Regions from separate parts of the Arachis hypogaea genome. Here region 1 is linked to region 2. A link is a contact called in public Hi-C data. All regions are on one chromosome and are shown on one strand. The core of a region is the stretch at or near the end of the contact, and the rest is flanking DNA. Distances in the headings are between cores, read along the strand shown.

Region 1 (2,849 bases), core at 215-2,714, 250 kb after region 2:
TTCTTCCTCTCAAGAAAACGTCAGCTCTTGTTCATGGCTTATCTTGACTGATCCAAATTTTTCTTGCAATATCTTTGATGGTCTTGGTCATTAAGGCAAAAATGCAAAACAGTTACTATTCATGGCTGAAATTGCATCCATAATTCATTGGCTATAATTTATTTTATAGTTTAAATCAGTCTGAGTAGTTTGGGATGAATTTTTGTTGAATATGATGCTAGAGCATAGATTATAAAAGCTTATATATCTTAACTTAGAGTGTATAACGTGGTTGCTACATGTTGAAACTAAAATCCAGTTTCCTCTAATTAATACTTTGTTGATCTTAGCATGGAATTTTCTTTAGTTTAATTATTGCTGTGCACTGTATACTAACTACTTTGTAAACTATAGTGAGTTGAAGTGCTCCCTATCACTCTGCAAAGGTCTCTCTCGCTCTATATATGCAGAATATCCTACTTATCTATATATTTTAAACTTCTACCCTATCAGTTCTTTTCCTTATACTTAGTACCAGTCCCTTTTTTTCACTAAAATACTTCCAAGATATAGTCATACACCAATCTCTTCCTTGAGTCTGCAATGATCTGAATTATAAACTAAATAGAATCTCAATCAAGTTATTAAATATTTACCCAATGCTCCCTTTGTGCCACTTGTGAATTCCTGAAGAGAGTTATTTTGATTTTTAAACTTGGGTTATCCTTGGTTGTTACATGTCTTCGTACTGTTAGAATGCTTGAAACCATGAAAGAAATGATTTTGGAAGCATTCTAAGGATCTGGTGGAGATATTTATATTTCTTTTTGAGTTTCAGTTTTTGAGTTTAACCAAGATGTGAATCTTTTGAATTGGCAGATAAAGAAGCATTATTTTCAGGAAATTTCATGTTTACTCCTTTGAAGCTTGAGAGCCAAAGTGCAAAGGCACATCAGTGATAAAGTGATTTCTAAAGTCATGATAAATAGTGGCAAGTACATTCTGTTCTTTTATTCTTTGGTCTATAATTTATGAATTATTAGGTTGAAAGCTTGTAGCTTATCTATATGGCCTTTAGATTTTATTAATTTTGTCCTGAAACGAGATTTGAGAAACATCCGTTTCTCCTTTAATCTCAATGTGTATATTCGGGATTGAATTTTGTTTGGGGTGAAAAATTTTAAATTTTTGCAACCATGTGTTTCTGATTCAGACTGAACATTGTGGATGGGGTGTAGAGGCAGCTGAAACCATCTACAAAGACGAATTCATAATTGAGTATATTGGAGAAGGTAGCTCTCATTTCTTTTGGCTTATATTGTTAAAAATCTTTTTTATCTTTCAAGTGTGCCTTTTCACCATTAACCGAAATGTTTTCTGCATGCAGGGGTAGGATCAGAAAGTGAGCGAATGGTTTTAGGCGTGGCGTAGTGTGGATTGGAGCATCACTGGATTGAGGACAAGTGCATCCAACACGGCCCCATATGATGGTCACTCACCAATAGTGGGATGTTTATTGCTGACAACTCACTCATGCCTCATGCCTCATGCCTCATGCATAGAGGCTTTAGTTTGTCAATACTCATCACAAAGTAAATTAAAGTGTGCTGCCCAGTTTCCACTTTATTTATATTTTTGTTTCTGTATATGGTGATCATACTGTATATGGTGATCATATTGCATTGTGGATTTTTCTAATGTGGATTTTTAATTTATGTATTTGTTCTTATTACACCTAGTATTTTTTATTTATGTGTAATATACATTCTTATATATATTATAGAAATATGATTTGATTCTATTAACTTGCCAAATTTTTTTGAAAAATCTAAAGCTAAAGCTAAAGCACAAAAATATATTTATAGATATTTTACTTTTTTTTAACTACAAAATGTAATATTCTTTGTCATATTTGTTGAAATCCTAAGTTAAATATGAGTATTAATTTTTGAAATAGAATAAATATATTTTAAATTTTTTACATTTAAAAATAATATTCTATCAATGTTAGAATTATTTAGATAAATAAGTAATAGTGAATATAGAATTATTTATGATGGATATAACTAAGTATATCTTTTTATTGAAAATATGAATTTAAAAATATTATATTCAATTCTCAATAGTCAATCTCTCATTGAATCATTGTATATTCAAAATATTTTTAAAGAAACGAAATAATTTTAGGTATATAATTTTTTGTAAAAATTTAATTAATTCAAAAAATTTATTGTTGTTGATTACAAAAAAATTAAAATGACAATTTAAAATTTTTATACTCTTAAAATATTATTTATATATTTTTTTAGTATTTTTTATCATTCACTGATCATATTAATATAATTTAATTTAATAAAATTATTTATCTTCATTTGATTAAATAAAAATTCTATTTTATCTGAAAATTTTACGATTTTTCAACTTTAAGATCATCCACATTAAATCATTAACCCTTCATTCGAGAGCATGATTGAGATTAGAGAGCTTGGCTCTTGTTGTTCTTTGATTTTCGTCAATAAAACCTCATGTATTTTTGATAGGGCTGAATCACAACTCTACCATGGAAAAAGAGTTACAGAGATGAGTTTGATGTGCTGGAGACCATAAATTTTTATATATTAACAACACAATTTATTATAAAATAAAATATTTAAAATAAAATAAAACTTAAAAAAAAATACTCAAACCTTAGATGGCATAAATTTTTATACATTATCAATACAAAATTTATTCTAAAATAAAATATTTAAAAACGCAAAAAAATTTCAAGAAGATTAGTATGTATTTGTTACTTTTCTTCTTGAATGAAAAGTAAATAAATGCAGAGTATTAGTGATTATACCACAAAATTTAATTATATTATATTTTTG
Region 2 (3,048 bases), core at 343-2,842:
AAGAGGCTTACAAAAATATGTTTTTTTCTGCTTAAAATGAAAACAACAAACTGCCAATGTTGCCATAAATGGAATCAAATCTTTAGTTCTTTGGGCCAATATCCTTCAGGGCACAAATCTGCTCCTCACCCATAGCAGACATGACAGAGACAACAAGGTCCTTACCCTCAGCAAACCCATCCTTAATCTGCATCAACCAATCACTGATGCACATAAATACACCATTTATAGGAACATAACACATCCATACACGAATTGCATTAAATTGTACAAACCTGAGACAGGAGAGAATCATCAGTAGGGAGCCTGAGATCATCCTTGGTGTTTCCATTTTCAGTGAGCAGACTCACCTACAATACAACCATTTAAGACGAAGAAAATGCAAGCACACATTAAGAATACAACCACAATAATAATGACAGTAAAAAGGAATATGCATTAGAATGTAAATGCCTTAATATTACACTAATGCAGTAAGTTTTCATAGAAGAAATAAAATCTCTGCAGTTTCCAGTGCATTGAAAATTTATAAATTTAATTTTACCACTTCAGTAACCCTAATCAGTAGATTCAAGTTAACAAAACCATAATAATAGTAATAAGTAATAATAACAATATGAGTAAATCAATTAATCAAATGGAATTCTTGGAAACTTACAAATCCATCCTCAGAGATATCAATGAGCTGGTAGTCAGTACGATTCACATGGGGAACCTGACAAGAAGAAATAGTAATTACCGAATGTTATTATGATGTGCAACTTCATGGAGCACACACAATAAATTACACCTCAAAAAGTGGCAAGGAAAGAAAGAAAGAAAACGATGAGGAGCACACATACATCACAGTTGTGAGAAGAGGGAACGATATCTTCGAGCTTCTTGGCAGTGAAGATATCAATTCCAACAAAGTGGCACTTAGCGTGACCGTGCTTTCCAGTCTTTGAAGTCGAAACTTCAACAACCTGCCCACAGATAAAAAAAAGCCCATCGATAACACAGCACACAAATTGAATTCAATAGATAACAACACTATAATTAATTAAGCAATTAATCATGGATGCAAATAACAAATCAAGCACGCAAGCAAGTACAATAAGTCACCATCAACAGATTAGATCAGCAAACCCTAGAAAAACAAAGCACACAGACTAGATCTAGAAAGAAGAACCATACTATAAATCAATTCAATTAATCAGTGAATTAATCATTTGACAAAGGGAAATGAAGAAACTGAAGGGAGAACCTTGCAGGGACGGCCCTTGATGACGATGTAACCGTTCTTGCGGATGGTACCGGCTTGCTGAGGGTAAGTCTTGGAGGCTCCGGCGTCGGCCTTCGACTCGAAATGGTGCTCCTCGTCCGACATATCCAACGGTGATTTCACTGAATTTGGAGTGAGTCAGAGAGAAATGAGAAGAAGGAGAAGAGGGAGAGAGAGTAGATGTATCTTTCTTTCTGCTTTTGTTCGTTTATATTCACTGCAATCGCCACGGAATCTAGGGTTTCACATTTTCAATTGCAGATCTTAGTATGCCAATCACCACCGTTGGATTCAGTCTACCAGTGTCCGTTGGATCATAAATATCAGCAGCTAGCTGCGTCCCTTCTACGCTGATTCTTATGGGCTCAGGCCCAATTGAAACAGACGCTCTCTTCAATTCGAGACCATGCATAACCATGATTGCGCTTTAGCCGAAAACGAAGAAAACGGAAAAAGAAGCCCAAAAACTAATTAAACTTTTGCTTTGTAACCCAAAAACAACGTGAAACTGAAACGTAACACAAGATGATATTCAAAGTCAAGACCCACGTCCAAAAAAAAATTCAAGATCAGAAAAAAAAAGATGATATTCAAAGTTGTTTTTTGCAAAATTAATGTTCAATTTGGTCTCTAAACTTGTATTTGAATCTTAATTTACTCTCTAAAAGTTTAATTGTCTTTATTTAGTCTCTAAACTTTGCGAACATATCTCGTACTAGTCTTTAAACCAATTTTCAACGTACGTTAATAGAACATTGTCATAGACAGCTGGAGGCTACGCTAGACTCTATAAAATGATATTGATTTAATTTTGGTATTCAAATAATTCATGTTTATTGAAATTTTACCTAACAAAATAATAAAACAATTGATACGATGTCGACTTTGGACTATTTGAATGTCAAAACCAAAACGTATCTGACTAAATATATCATACATCTATTAATGTTTTTGTACTGAAAATAGTCTTAGAAGCTAATGAAAGGCATATTTACAAAATTTTAGAATTAAATATAGACAATTAAAATTTTAGGGACTAAATTGAATATTAACTAAAAAATTAAAGTTCAAATATTATACATTTCATGTTAATTGATTTTACAGTAAAAATTCATTTGGTTAAACAAAGATCAATCAAGAAAATTTTGGTTGGTAATCTCGCATAAAAAGAAAAACTATATATTTTTCGATTGAATTTGTAACAAAGCATGTCTCAATATCTAATTTTATATCTTTATGTGAAGATATTAAAGTATTATTTTAGTTTTTAACCTCGTGATTAAAATTTATTTCTAATAATATTTAAAACATTTTATTTTTATTCCAAATGCCTTAATTTGTTAATTTTTAGTTGTCAAAATTAATTTTTTTAAATATCTTTTTATTATCTTTTTTTTTTCTCACATAACTATAACTATCACTATGATTATTATAATTCAATTTTTATCGGTGTCTAAAAGAAAATTATAATGAAAAAGGGTAATTTTGAAAAAAAAAGAATAATTAAAAAAAAATTGATGAGAGAATTAAAATAGAATTAATATATAATGCTTCAAATATTAAAAATTGAATTAGAATTTAATTCAAATATTAAAGATAAAATAGTACTTGTCCCTATTAAATTTAGTAGAAAGTTGACTTCACATGAAGTTGTTCCTGAATGGTTGATACATGTTACTATATTGTTTAAAAAAAAAACGATTTATTTTATACAAATAGTCTTTTTAAAAAAATCAGTTTAAATAGATCAAATAACTACCTTTAAAATAATTTCAATTTTTTCT

The links. A called contact is a pair of places that touch in the nucleus more often than the background predicts.
Region 1: a Hi-C map of leaf shows a contact between it and region 2, with 4 times the contacts expected there. The contact joins the enhancer-like site here to the promoter of LOC112722537 in region 2. A contact is called at or near these places in 2 of 8 Hi-C or Micro-C datasets (leaf and an unstated tissue).

Annotation. Positions count from the first base shown.
Region 1 is chr11:125,942,162-125,945,010 of arahy.Tifrunner.gnm2.J5K5, forward strand. LOC112722538 (a long non-coding RNA gene) reads left to right here. Exons shown (of 8, transcript XR_011867718.1): 6 at 859-970; 7 at 1,193-1,271; 8 at 1,367-1,778. Among protein-coding and RNA genes, the nearest start is that of LOC112722538, 3.5 kb to the left of the region's middle. Within about 2 kb of position 1,465, at least 1 of the 3 cell types and tissues checked has open chromatin away from gene starts, as enhancers often do.
Region 2 is chr11:125,695,144-125,698,191 of arahy.Tifrunner.gnm2.J5K5, forward strand. It overlaps LOC112722537 (eukaryotic translation initiation factor 5A-2), which reads right to left and starts at 1,593. Exons shown (of 5, transcript XM_025773595.3): 1 at 1,247-1,593; 2 at 843-965; 3 at 659-715; 4 at 276-350; 5 at 1-187. The coding sequence starts at 1,369. The coding sequence ends at 83.